2 separate regions of the Oryctolagus cuniculus genome follow, and region 1 is linked to region 2. Evidence: chromatin contacts called from public Hi-C data. All regions are on one chromosome and are shown on one strand. Each heading gives the region's core, a stretch centred on a gene start, on an enhancer-like site or on the middle of the called end of the contact. The rest is flanking DNA. Distances are from core to core; before and after follow the strand shown.

Region 1 (7,810 bases), core at 1,634-4,133, 49 kb after region 2:
CACTTTTCAACACATCAACTGTCCACTGAGTTCACAGAACAAAGCCTCAGTCTGTCCAATTTCTGCAGAATAATCTCCCAAAAGGTACATTTCTGATATAAATTTTAAACTGTGCTCGATTTTTGATAATAAACTCATGCTCATGAGAGCTCACATGTGGCTCACATTTTACACACACTGGAAGTTCTAAAGATCATGATTCTGTTATTTATAAGGTGGGGCTGAAGTTGTGGTATAGCAGGTTAAGCCACTGCCTACAATGCCGGCACCCATATTGGTACCGGTTCCAGTCCTGTCTGCTCCACTTGTAATCCAGCTCCCCGCTCATGTGTTTGGGAAAGCAGCGGAAGATGGCCCAGGCGCTTGGGCCCCAGTCATCCACTTGGGGACCCAGAGGAGGCTCCTGACCCCAGGCTTCTGCCTGTCCCAGCCCTGGTCATTGTGGTCATTTGGGGAGTGACCCCATCTCTCTTTCTCTCTCTTTGTAACTCTGCCTTTCAAATATATATATATATATAAAGTATATACATATTAGAAATATATAAAGTATATTTCTAAGGTGATGTCACTACATCCAGATCAGAGTCAATTTGGCTACTTTTATGGTTCACATGGGTTCTGAGGTACAGAATACAATTTAAAAACAAAAACACACCTGAACTGGGAAATCAAGATTGGCTTACATAAGCTCTGTTCATGACAGTTGTCCACGACCTGCTCAGATGGAGAGAAGGGGAGCCGCTGGAGTGCACACAGCCAGCTGGCCATCTGTGGGCTCCAAGTACAAAATGAAAAGTCAACCCCGTGCAGCCAGAGAAGTCAATCTCTCCTTCCCACAGCCCATTCCTTCAACCCGTAGTGTAAAGGATTCCAATCTCTGCACAAGGCACACTGGTGATGTGGATGCCTTCCAGGTACTCCACCATGGAGTTGGCAGCTCGGGGAAGAAGTGGCCCTCCTCCCCCAGGTTCTGTGACATGCGTGCCCCCTGCAGGGAGCAGAAAGGGAGGGCAGAATGATGCCTCCCTGTCCACCACCTGGGGGATGGGCTGCAACAGTCATGGAGTAGGGGTGGATAGGGAGTAAGGTGTCCCTGGGACACTGGGAGCCCAACAGGCAGCTGCAGCAGAAGGTGGGATCACCAGAGAGCTCCCTTGTCCTGTGAAATTTCACTTAGAAAACTCAAGTTGAAAGATAAATCCAGAAATGCAAGGCAGCCATGGCAGTACATTAAACTCCAAGCAAGACGTTCAGAGTGTGGGTCCCTCAGCAGGTTGCCTGCCCACGAATCCAGTCCTGCTGGGATATTGCACAGGGGCTCAGTTTATCACATGGACTTCAGCAGATGTGTGGGTCACACGTTGAGTATGTGATGTCTGGCTGGATGCTGGCTGAGAACTTAGCTAAGTAGACTGTAAGCTCTTTAGGGGCTGGGGGTGAGGAATGCTTTTATTCTTGTTTTTCCTCCAAGTACTCAGAGTACAGCTTCCACCACGCAAAATATGAACACCACCCCATAAATCACACGTTAGTCACAAACTGAGATGCCAAGAGAGAAAAGGATTCTGCTGACCACAGGTGGAGCTGAGCTGAGCCACAGTTGCAATCCTGGCCAAGTGGACTTCATTTCTGACCCAGAGGGCCCTGCGACCCATGCTGAGAAGGGGTAACCTCCCCCTGGGCAGCGTGGGAAATACATTCAAGAAGGAGGCTTCTCAGCTCAATGGTGTTTGTTGGCTCAAAACCTCCGCTCACATCACTGATGCATATACATCATAAAGCAATTTAGATTCTTCAGGGAGAATTAGATAATGATGGACACTTGGAAATTGTACGAAAACGGAGGCACACCCTGAATGCTGTGGTTAAAAGCTGGAAACCACAACCTCTGGGCCCCTCCGTAGTCACACCATCCCTTCCTGACACCATGAGTAATTGCCTGATGGAGACGCGGGAGCAGGCGAGGAGGCCTCTGCATTCTGCGTGGTTCAAATACCTATGGGGAGGATTCAGCAGCTCCCTGCTGTTTGAAACCGCCACGCCCAGGGGCTGCCGGGAGAAAGAGGATCTCCCAGGGCTGGCTTCACACCCCCTTCCAAATATTGAGGAAGCATTTTTTGTCTCTGTGCCGGCTGCCATGGAGACCGAGCGGGAACACATGTAAACACGGCGCGCTGTGGTTCCTCTTCTCAATGGCTTTGCCCTCGCCGGCTCGGAGCTGCAGTTTGCAGCCACATCAGTGGGCCCTGCGGTTTCGGGCCTCAGACCTACGAGGCTCCTTTTTGAGGAACTCGTGTCCCACAAAGGGACTAGGAGACACCCTACATTGCGGGTCCTGAGATGTGCACTTGAAATATTTGCCGTTTTGCTGGTAGCGCCCAGTGAATCCACCTCCCCACAGCCTCCATCTTCTCAGCTGTAAAATGGGCGATGGGGGCATGTGGACAGCGGGAAAGCCGGCTACATGTAGGGGAAGAAATGAGAACGGACGAACGGGAACGGCTGTGACAGCTTTGGCAAGATGAAAGTGCGAGGCATGTTCCGGAGTTTCAGTATGTCATTACCGGCTCCTCCCAAAGTTTCCTCAAACCCGGGTCTCGTCCTGGCACTGGGGTGCGCAATGGCCACCGCAGCTCAGATGGGAGTGCTCCAAGCCTGCTATGGTCACTTGCAGCTGCGCACTGCTACGGAAAGCAGGCGAACCGGAGCCCTTGGCGCCTCCCTCCAATTTACCAGAGCCTAGAGGTGGTCAGGGGCCCCAGCTCCCAGCCAGCTCCCAGCCAGCTCCCCAGCTCACTCCCCAGCTAAGGGCAGCCTAGCTCAGCCCACCCAGTATCTCCTGGCCCTTGAAAAAACCCAGGTGTTGTCTTGTAACACACGCTCAAGTCGGAGACACCAGCGGATCCAACAGAGGACCAGAGCAGAGGTGTGGTAGTCCCTCTCATTCCAGCGGGTGGTGTGGCTGCCTCTGGGGTGTGCGAGGTGGGGTGGGGCCTCCCACGCTCTGAGGAGGTCTCACCCGAATGTTCCTCTCCATCTCCCTGGCAAACCCGCGGGGGGCTGCGGTGACAGGGGTAGCCAGGGCCAAAGGATTCAGTCTACCAGGCGGGGCGGGGCCTCCCTGGCTGCTTCCTCCATATCCACTCTCCCTTCCAGAGCCCTAGATCTCTGTGTGTGATTTATCATTCAGTTCAAGGATCAGAGAGACTCCACAGCCCGGCCCTGGGAAGCAGCAGCCCAGTACACATGTGCAATCGATGATGAGAGGAGGCTGGAAGTGTTGCGCCTCCGTGCTCTCCCCATCCCAGCCCAAACGTCCCAGTCTGCGCAGGAGCAGAGCTCACCAGACAGGAATGTAGAGCCCATGTGAGCTGCAAGAGGTGGGAGGGAGCCGAGGACTGTCAGGGACAAAGCAAGAGCACAACCAGGTCAAGAATTCCCCAAATTCCCTTCCCTTGACGCTCCACACCCCACATGACCAATCAGGAAAGGAAAAAAAATGAACACATGTGCGCATATCTATCAGAATTCCCACGGAGCTGAGAACAGGGACCAGAGCGCCTTGTGCGTTTTGCCTGTGTTTGCTTTGCCAGGAAAAGGAGGATTAGAAGGGAGTTGAGAAGGACGCAAGACATGATACAGATAGTAACAAGCAGAAGGGGCTCGTGGGAGCCTGGAATAGTCTCTTCTTCAACTTGTGACTGTGGCGTGAGTCCTGGGGTGTTGCAAATTCAGCAGAAGTTTCTGGCCTCGTGGAGTTTAGCACGATGAAAAGGAAGTGGGCAACCAAAATGACACATTAGTGAAAACAACCACACTGTACTGAAGTAAACCTACACACCTGCCCAAGGCAGAGCAGGAGGTAGGGCGTGTACAAGGGGTGGGGGGTTGCCATCCAAGAAAGGATAACCAAGCAGCCCTCACGGGGAAGGTGGCAGGTGGCTGAGGTCCTGGGGGGGAAGAGCAGGAGCTCTTGCTGGTGTCTGGGAAGGGTGATTCTGAGACCCAGGTGGACAGCACTGTGGGTTAAGCAGTGAGTGAGCGGGGCACGAAGAGGGTGAGGCTGGAGTGTGAAGTCTCAGAATAGGGGAGCCGTGAGGGCCCTGGAGGGACGCAGGCTTTTCCTCTGAATTGCTCGAGGAGGCATTGGAGGGGGGCCATAAGTGCAGAAGTGACTGGACTTCTCATTGAGGATCATCTTGGTTGCAGGAAGGGTACGTCGGAGTGGGCTGCTGCTTGTACTCTGAGTCTGAAGCCTGCTGTGGCTGTTTAACAGGGGAAGTGGAAGGTGCTAGCGAGGTTAACAAGGAGAGAACACCGAAAGTTTCTCACATACTCAGAAGGACTGCGAGGAACTGGAAATGGAATACTTTGCGTGTGATTCAGTGCTAATTAACGGTGTCCACACACCACCTAAAATCATCTTGGCTCCCACCAGTGGTTCACCTCCCACCCCCTTGGAAAATGTGGTCTTTAAGAGAAGCCAAGTGCTCACCACACAGAGAGGCTGTAATTTACTCACTCCATGAGGTTCCTTGCAGGCAGCTGCTGCCCAGACAGGACTTAAAAACCCTAAGCCTACCTGGTCTTAACTCACAGCATGGACTAAAATTCAAAATGAAAATGCTTTATTCAAGTGCAATGGGCTCATCAGTTGATTCACACGTTCTCAGATATGCAAAAATATGCAGCTTCTTTGTTTTCTGTAATTGAACAAACTTGCCTGTGCACTCCTAAGCCTGTGGAGTATGGAGGAAAAGACTGAACTCGCACGGTCACTCGGCAGAGCTCGCATATCTTATTTTCTTCCAGCACACTCTGGCCCCCTGATATTGGCACCTGAATCCAGGCTTGGTGAAAGTGGCCTTCCCATGTGGCTCTGGGAATCTGCATGATGGCCTGTGGTCTTGGTAGACTCCCCGATGGATGTCTCTGTCCATTTAAGTACTGTGCCAGAGTCCCCTGAGGTGTTTCTGGTCTGACTTGTCCATTAGCATGCAATGGCATTCAGAGCCATGAAACACTGACTCCGTCATTACTTCTTTTTAAAAAAATGGATCTGTTTTTATCTATGTTTCTATTTTTTTAAAAGATTTATTTATTTATTTATTTGAGAAACAGAGCTACAGACAGGGAGAGGGAGATTCAGAGAGAGGGGTCTTCCGCCCTCTGGTTCACTCCCCAAATGACCGAAATGGCTGGAGCTGGGTGGATCCAAAGCCAGGAGCCAGGAGCTTCTTTCAGGTCTCCCATGTGGGTAAAGGGGCACAAAGACTTGGGTCATCATCCACTGCTTTCTCAAGCACATTAGCAGGGAGCTGGACTGGAAGTGGTGCATCCGGAACTTGGACTTGTGTTCAAATGGGATGCCAGCGCTTCAGGCAGAGGCTTAGCCTACTACTCCACAGCGATGGCCCCATTTTGTATTACATCTAAAAATCAAAGTGGGCTGGTGCTGCGGGTCACTAGGCTAATCCTCTGCCTGCGGCTCTGGCACCCTGGGTTCTAGTCCCGGTCGGGGCACCAGGTTCTGTCCCGGTTGCTCCTCTTCCAGGCCAGCTCTCTGCTGTGGCCAGGGAGGGCAGTGGAGGATGGCCCAAGTGCTTGGGCCCTGCGCCTGCATGGGAGACCAGAAGAAGCACCTGGCTCCTGGCTTTGGATCAGCATGGTGCGCCAGCCGCAGCGGCCATTGGAGGGTGAACCAATGGTAAAGGAAGACTTTTCCCTCTGTCTCTCTCTCTCTCACTGTCCACTCTGCCTGTCAAAAAAACAAAAAATCAAAGTGCACAATCTTATTGGCCTCCACTTTCCATCCCAGGCCTATGCATTTCCAGTGAGCCCTCGCTGGCTCCCCTTGAGCTTCACCAGAGCCCAGAGGAACATGGAGATACATCATTTTTCTGTCCATGGGGAAGATCCCTCTATGACTATGACACTACCTCTCTCGAGTCACGTGAGACAGGGCACCAAGTCAAATGTGGGACTACTCAGGGTGCTTTCAGCCTCCTATGCTGTGTTTTTAACTTCTCAATACCTTTCGAAATAGTTCTATAGTTCCTGCCCCCAAAAAGCTTGTTCCTGAGGAAGAGGGAGGCAGGACCCCGAGGTTAGAAAGTCTTACCCTCCTTCCCTCTTTCTCCTCATTGTCATCCTTCCTTGGGAATAAAGGGGTGAACTTTCCCCCTTTCCTCTTCCTTTCTGGTGAGAACTTTCCCCTGACAGCATCCTTTCTGCCCTGCCCTGTTCCCCAGAGCTATGGTGATTGCATCGAATATGCCCTTGGGAAATAAACTCTGCAGCAGAATTAGGAATGCAAGAGGCTCCTTGGGTGTCTCTATTAGCCTCAGGGGGGAAAAAGCACAGACTGGGTGGTTTAAATGACAGAAACTCATTTCCCACAGTTCTGGACACTGGGTGTTTGAACTCAGGTGCCAGCGTGGTTGGAGTCTGAGGACCCTCTTCTTGCTGCATACTTCGTCTTCTCAAGTGTGTTCTCACGTGGTAGGAAGAGCAAGAGCACTTTCTGCACCCCTTTCGTAAGAACATCAATCCCAGTCACGAGGGATCCTCCCCTATGATCTACTTCCTTCCTAAAGGCCATCACTTGGGGGTTGCGATCTTCACATCTGAATTTTGGGAGAACACAAGTGCTCATTGCACTGAGGAAGGATACATATGAATCTTAAGGAGGGAGGAAGCAGAGTGGGCCAGGGAGAGCCTTAGTCTCTCATGCAGACCCAGCAACGTATTGGCCCATCCAAAGGGAAATTCCATAACAAAGACTGTTCATTTGAAGAGATTCATCTTGAGAACCAAATCCTAGCTTCCCCCACCCGCAACACACACACACACACACACACACACACACACTAGGCTCAACCACTGTTCGGGGCTTCCCAGGAAGAGGACAGTCTCAACCAAAGAGGGGAGGTAGGCAAAGTTGCTGGGAGTCGTAGACCATAAGCTAGTTAGTTGCACCCTTACAGCTGAACAGTAGGCTTGTTCTCGGCAGTGGATCTGCATGGGCTCTTCCAATATGGCCACAATGGTGGCAATGCTGCTACAGAATGACTGATAGAGGAAAACAACGACAATTATATATTAGTTTAATACTTTCTAGGTTTTTGATATAACCATATTACCCAGTCTCTTAAAGTCCTCACTGAACATGATGCTTCCCACCGCAGGTGAGATTTACCCCCTGGTCACCACAGCATAGAGAAGGTTACGCAGATTCGACTTCTTTTGAACCTTTTCCCCGGAAACCTACAGAGAATGTAATGCTGGCTTAACACAAAACCATGAGCATGACCCTCACGGAGTCATCAGGATTTTATCTCACAAACTTTCTGTAAAACCCCAAAATGCCCACTTTTATTCAATGTGAGGATTCAGAAAACACCCTGTAGTTGAACTACACCTAAGTTTTCATTCTGCTGTCATGGAAATTAAAGTGGTTTGTTGATAAGAAGACTACCATTAGCATCACTAGCGTGGATAGACAGCTGCAAATCTGAAGCAAAGAAAACTCCAGTGAGTCAGAAGCCAATCACCCAACTGTCTGTTACCAGGTTTCCTTCCTGTGAGTCACTTCAAAAAGTTTGACTTCTTCTTTCTCAGTTTCCAGCCCTTCTCTGGTTTAATCAATGACAGTTAACGTCACATTGTCCCTCTTGATGGATGTGATTGGTTCTTTTTCCTGAACAGCCCTTGGAAAGAAACTGGTGAGAAGGATGTCCTCATAAAAGGTGTGTGGAGGGAGAGGCAAAAGGCACAAGAGATCTAGAAATTCTTTGTTGCCCTGGGAGTT
Region 2 (6,945 bases), core at 2,349-4,848:
GGCCTGTGGCCACTGGATTCTAACAGGGGGAATTTCACACAGGGGGAATCCCAGCTCCAGCACTTGGTCGGTGGGTGAGTCACATCGTGTCTCGGAGGCTCCATCTCTCTATCTGGCACACGGAGTTAACAGTAGTAATTCACACGGCTGCTCTGAGGCTCCTATCAGAGAATCTATGCCAAGCCCTGACTTAATGCCCAGTACAGGTGCTGTTTGCTAAGTGGTACTTCCTATGGTTTTAGGAACACGTTTTGTACCATACAGTACAATAGCAAGGCACCAAGCTTTGAAAATCGGAGTGCTCTCCTACCCCTCTGGTTATGTTCCTGCAGGTGCTAGAAGCCCCACAGCATCTTCCCTGAGTGTTAGCTAAGAAATACACAAGATTGCTTCTGTCAAAACACACAAGATTGCTCTTGTACTAAACACACAAGCTTGCTCTGATACTAAATACACATGGTTGTTCTTATACTAAACACACAAGAGTGCTCTTACATTAAACCCAAGCTGGCACAAGGCAGAGTAAATGACAGAACTGCTAGGCATGCACAAGATAGCACTTGAGCATAGAACACATATTGTTGCCCCAACAGACAACAGCCTCCCCGCCCACTACAGGACCGGGGGCCAGACTCCTCCCTCCTCGAGTCAGGGGTATTTCCCTAACCAAACGGGCACAAGCACCCCGCCCTCACATCCTAACAAGTCTCAGAGAGGGAAAGTCACTCTTCCACTTCCTTCAGGGTCTTTTTTTTCCTCCTTGGAAAAAAGAAGGGATTTTTCTAAACAATCCTTAATGTCTGTCTCTGTCTCTGTGTCTATGAAAATGAATCAGAAAAGATTTGTTGAATGAATGAAAGGGAGTCTGTCATATACTAGGAATTTCAGGATGCCTAGCATCCACTCCTGCATGGGGTAATTTGGAAGAAAATGGAACTTTTTCCTACTCATCTTGTCACCACACCTTTGCTGGAAGTACATGGCCAATGTGTAATAGGGGGAATCCTTGAATTAATCAGTGCTAATCCTGGTAGGGATGGAGTGTTGCTTCCTCACTTGGGCACATGGGAACACAGCTGTAGCTCTAACTCCGGACAAAGTTCAGTGGGGACAGGGAGGGGTCTGCCACTCCCAGTCCCACAATTCCCAGACACAATCCAGTTTTTCAATGCCAAGGCCACAGTTCCCTAGCCATGACCTAGCTCACAGAGAAGCAGAGATATGATGTGCTTGGGTGGGGGGGGGCTCACCCCCAGGCCTCTATCAAGGGCCACTTTCTTTAAGCCACCCACAGCACCTCATTCAACTCTCCAACTCAGCTTCTCGGACTGACATTCCTTACCTACATGGGGCCATTTCTCTACCTTTCGCTTTTGTATACAAAGATTGGATGCTTCTTTCTACCCACAAGCCTTGCTCCACTTCACAGCTTCCCATTGTCCTCCAGAGCCCACCACTCCCCAACAAGAAGCAACTCCTTCTTCTCCTTCCCCTGTCTTCCTGCCCAGCCCCAAGCCCTCTATGAAGCCACATCGCCTCTGCAAGTCTCAGTTCCTTCCTTCCAAAGAGCTTTCTGAGCACGTGAAAGCCCGTGCCCAGGCAGCTACAGTCACTGTGCTTCCTCCAAAGGAAGGGAGGTTCTGAGAGACCACAGGCACCCCAGGCAGGAGCGAGCCCGCTGGGAGAGCCTCAAGGCTGAGGATGGTGCCAAGTACTTGGAGGTAGAACCCTTTAGAAGAAGCAGGGAGTCAGGATTCAGAACACCTTGGAACCAAAGCAGAAGACCCGGCAGGGAGGTAGGCAGCGTACAAATAAACCTCCCAGGTGGTCACAGAGAAGCCTCCTCTGCCCCCCTCCTCTGACACCAGGCCCCAACGCTCTCCCTGCTTCCAAGAGTCTCTTCTCTCCCATCCTGAGCTTTCTGCGTTTCAAGGGGCTGCTGGAGCTCCAGTTCCTGCCCAGAGCCCCTCCTGCCCTGAGCTCCTTTAAGAGTCGGCCCTTCCCTTTGAGTCTAACCCATCCTAAGCCTGGCCTTTGGCATTCAGTGGGCCAGGGTTCCAACCCAGCACAGTCCTATCTGTGTGAAACCTCTCTGTGCCTCAGTTTCCCTCCCAGAAAACAGACCCAATGATGGGCCACTGTGGGAGTTCAAGGAGGTAACACAGACCAAGGATTTAACACAGTGCCCTGCACAGGGAACGGTGCAGTAGGGGGTAGCTAGCATTGTTCTTGCTGTTATTATTACCACTATTGTTACTTCTGTCCTCAGGAAATGCAATTCTAGGTCCTTAACCTAGCCTCATCTAAAGTACCCAGGTGGGACTGTGTCTCTGGCTTTCCTGGATACCCCCAAACTGAGTTTAATAAACACTCACTGAGTATTATGAACCATAGGCTGAGCGGTCTTAATGACCCAGCTGGCACTTGTTGAAAGAAAAATTAATTTTCCAAGCGATAAGCAAATCAACCGTGTAATTATCTGTACATATATAGACAAAGAAAGGGAACACTTGGAGTTGAGCCACACCAGAATACCTCACACACTGCACGCCCCTCAGCGGCCACAGAAAGGCACCAGTCTGTTCGCATGTGATACTGGAGCCCTGGCTCCGAGGTCCCTGACTTCACGCTGGTGTCCAGACTCTCCTCCCTGGGGTGAGACTGCCAGGCAGGGGCAGGGAACAGGAGCCACATTCTTGTTTGGATTTCCCCAAACTGATTGGCAGAACAGAAGGCTGGCAGAGTTGAGCAGGCGCCCAGTCATTGTCCCTCTTATTCGCACTCCTTGCCCCAGGCTAGAACCTCATCTCCAGGGTTGGTTCAAGTTCTAGGGTTCAAGTTCAAGGCTAGGGTGGTCAGGGGCAGGACCAGACAGCCAGAGGTTGGAAATCAGGCTCACTGGGCAGCCACATGAACACAGGAGCTCTTTCTGGAAAGCTCACTGCCTCCGGCTCCCACCCCTGTAACTCTGATCACCTCTGGCCACCCTGCCAGCAGCCCCTACCCTAGCTCTGGCTCCCCTCCCTGCCTCTGCGCGCACCCAGAAGTACAGTTATTCTGCCATGTGCTCCAGCTCCGGCGCCCTCACGCCGAACTTGAGAGGGCAGCCTGCCCGGCCAACTCTCTGCCTCCTTTTCCACTCCACCAAACGGTGCTTCCCACCGACAGACTCGCCAACCGCTTAGCGCAAATCCCAGCGCTGCTCTCCTGAACTCAGTTCAGGTCACTCACCGCCCCACTTGACTCCAGCCTCCCAGGGCGGACTCAATCTACCGGGCTCCTGCCCGGCTGCTCCCTGGACACTGCGGACACCCCTGCCGCCGCCCTGGGCTGCGGCGGGCACTCACCGATCTGCGCCAGGCTCAGCTGCACTAGGCAGAGTCCCCAGGCTGCGCGCCACCAAAACTTGTCCATGGTGTGTCCCAGCGAATCGAGTGAGCAAGCGGTGGTGCTGGAGGAGGGGAGGTCCCGGGGCGCGGGGCGGGGGCCGGTGGAGGACGGGGCGCACGGGGCGGACCGAAGCTGTCAGAGGTTGGGGGCCGCTGGGCAATGAGGCCGCCTCGGAAGTTGGCTGCAGTTTTTATTCGAGGCTTGAAAGTGACCTAAGAGGGAGGGAGCGAGCGCAGGACACACCCAAGCGAGGGGCTGTGTCTAAGGCGCCGGCGGAGGTTTAAAGACGTACCAGCAGTCCTTGGCGCGGGCCTCCGCCCCTGCCCGCCCTGGCTGCCTGCGGACTCCCTGCGCCCCCAGTCCGTGCGCCCCGGGACGCCCGTCAGCTGGCTCCGCCGCTTGCTAGGATGACTGAGCCCCTAAAACCTCCCTCCCTTGTGTTTAGCCTCTGCCTCTCCTTTCCCGCTAGCTTTCTTTTTGCATTTGGTTTGGGGAGCATTTCTGGGTCTCCCAGGCAGGTGGGCGTCCTGGGCGAGGATTGGAGGTGGGGGAGGCAGGGGCTTAGGTTTCCTCCCAGGGGAGGAGGGCAGAGTGCATTCTTCTTCCCTTCGAAGAATAGTGAGGTCCGCATCGTCGGTGGCAGTGACGTTTTGCTTCTCCTTAGGACTGCTCAGGGAAAGCGACCCAAGGCCCGCCCTGGGGCTGCGATTTGGATCCCGCAACCGCCGCGTTCATTCTGTGCCCACACACTCAGTCTTCCTCCTGAATAACCTTCCATTCACCGTCCATCTATCCACCCATCTTTCCTTACGTACTTCCGGAGCGCTAATATCCATCCGGCCCACTGTCCATCTATTATCTGTTCAAATCCATTCATCTTCCCATTCATCTACTGATCCACTGGCTCCATCCATTCAACCAGCCATCCATCCATCCAACCGCCTTTTCTTCCGCACATCCTCCCACACAGCTGCTCCTCCACCATTCTGTACCTCCGCTTTCACATCTCTTTGTGCTCCCGACCCAGAAACATCTCCTTTCCAAACACCTCTCTGTTAGTTGATGTATCCATTCATCTCACATCCATCCATCATCAACATTTCTACCCATCATTTATCTGTGCTGTCATCCACCCCCACATTCAACCCTCCTTTCCTGCTCCCTTTTATACCACATTCTACACAAACATTCATCTACTCTCCCCAGTGTAGCCTACCTAGTAAATCTAAACAGGAGAAGGGACTGTCATGTTTGTTTTCTTCTTTAAAGATTTATTTATTTATTTGAAAGGCAGAGTTACACAGAGAGAGAAGGAGAGGCAGCAAGAGAGAGAGAGAGAGGTCTTCCATCCACTGGTTCACTCTCCAGAGCTGTGCTAATGCAAAGCCAGGAGCCAGGAGCTTCTTCCTGGTCTCCCATGAGGGTGCAGGGGCCCAAGGACTTGAGCTATCTTCTACTGCTTTCCAAGGCTATAGCAGAGAGCTGGATAGGAAGTGGAGCAGCTGGGACTCGAACCAGTGCCTATAAGGGATGCCGGCACTGCAGGCAGCAGCTTTACCCGCTATACCACAGCGCTGGCCTCGACTGTCATGTTCTTTCAGGAAGGCATTTCAAGTTTGAAGATATAAAAAACTACATTTTGGATCCTAATTCCATCTTCACCTAGAAGATACTATGGTGCAGTGTTTGGAAAGCAAAAGCAGTTTTAATGTGGACTACTGAGAGTAGATCTCAATGAACTTCTTGCCTTGGGCAATGCACAGAAAGTGAAAGTGACCATCTGTAGCTGTGGCAAGGTCCTGAAGGAATCATGCTTGAATTTCCAAGGAAAGGCAAGATTCTGTAATTTATTGAAAGAAATGGGAAAACTGGGCAGTGAGGCACCCAGCCACCTGCTTACCCATTTACTCATCAAATGAGTAATGGGCACAAAAAAGTCTCAAGATAGATGAGGCCTGACCCTGTCTTTAGGGACTGTCCATGCTGATAGGAAAGCGAACTTTCCGGGTGGGTGTTTGACTTGGCAGTGAAGGCACTGCTTGGGACCCCTGTATCCCACATCTCGTGCCTGGGTTTGAGTGCTGGCTCTGCTTCTGATTCCAGCTTCCTGCTAATGCACATCTCATGAGGCTGCTGCTGATGGCTCAAATACTTGGATCTCTGCCACCCATCTGAGAGACCTGGACTGAGTTCCTGGAGCTCCTGGCTTTGGCTTGATCCAGCCTTGCTGCTGCAGGCATTTGAGGAGTAACCCAGCAGATGGGACCACTCTTTGTCTGCCTCTCTTTCTGTTTATATCTCAAATAAAACATAAATGAATAAATAACAATATTTTTAAAAACCGAAAAGACTGTTACCCACAGTATAAAATAGCCAGCCCTTGTATCAGTGGATCAAAAACATTTGGGGAAGAAAACATTGTTATATATACAGCGTTTTTCCTTTATCCCCTAAGTGATACAGTAAAACAGTGATTTACATGGCCTTCATGTTGTATGAGATGTAATAAGTCACTTTTAGATGATTTAAAATACGTGACACATTCCGCATAGGTTATATGTAAATACTACACCATTCTTTTCTTTTCCCCCAGAAACCTTTTATTTAAGGGACACAAACTTCATATATTTCATAATTACATTCTATATACAGGATTTGAGCATCTGAGATTTTGGTGGCCAAGAGAGCTCCTAGAACCACAACTTTATGTGTTTTCAGGGTGCTGTCAGTCCTAGAGTAGGGAGTCACACTCGTTCTTGGGGAGCTGATCTTCCTTCTATGGCACCAACACCCCAGGTTCCAGTCTCGGTTGGGGCACCGGATTCTGTCCCGGTTGCTCCTCTTCCAGTCCAGCTCTCTGCTGTGGCATGGGAGGGCAGTGGAGGATGGCCCAAGTGCTTGGGCCCCTGCACCCGCACAGGAGACCAGGAGAAGCACCTGGCTCCTGGCTTCAGATCTGTGTGGCCATTTTGGGGGTGAACCAATGGAAGGAAGACCTTTCTCTCACTGTCTATAACTCTACCTGTCAAATAAAAATAAATAAATAAAAATTTTAAAAAAGGAAAGAAAAAAAAAAAAAGAAGTGGCGCAGCCAGGACTCGAACCAGCACCCATCTGGGATGCTGCTGGCCCTCTGTGGATGTTCACCTACTGTGCCACAGCACCGGCCCCACCAATAAGCCTTTCCATGCTCACTTTCCTCAAGTATAAATGAGCTCAGTAACAGTATCTACTTCCTAGAATTGGCAAGGACCAAATGACTTGAAAGTCCTCCATATATAAGGCAGGAGCCTGCACATGCATACAGCAAGAACCATAAATATGAGAATTATTTGAATAGTAATTTGGATGAAGAGTTTGGAAGGGGAACAGGGAGACATGAGGCTGAAGACGTAGACAGAGGCCAGATTATAAGGAAACCAGAGAATTTGAACTTGATCTCACCAGGAATAAGGAGCCGGTGGAAGTTTTAAAATGATTATTATGTTAATATGCAGATAACATAAAATTTACCATTTGAAGGAGAGTAGGCCAAGTGGCACTGGAACATTCACA

Evidence for each region. A called contact is a pair of places that touch in the nucleus more often than the background predicts.
Region 1: a contact with region 2 is called in a Hi-C map of an unstated tissue, with 2.0 times the contacts expected there. The contact joins the enhancer-like site here to the promoter of CD44 in region 2. A contact is called at or near these places in 2 of 6 Hi-C or Micro-C datasets (embryonic fibroblasts and an unstated tissue).

Annotation. Positions count from the first base shown.
Region 1 is chr1:30,901,283-30,909,092 of mOryCun1.1, forward strand. No RefSeq gene overlaps it. Among named protein-coding and RNA genes, the nearest start is that of CD44, 50 kb to the left of the region's middle. Within about 2 kb of position 2,884, at least 6 of the 8 cell types and tissues checked have an H3K27ac peak or open chromatin away from gene starts, as enhancers often do.
Region 2 is chr1:30,851,800-30,858,744 of mOryCun1.1, forward strand. It overlaps CD44 (CD44 molecule (IN blood group)), which reads right to left and starts at 3,599. Exons shown (of 9, transcript XM_002709051.5): 1 at 3,348-3,599. The coding sequence starts at 3,414.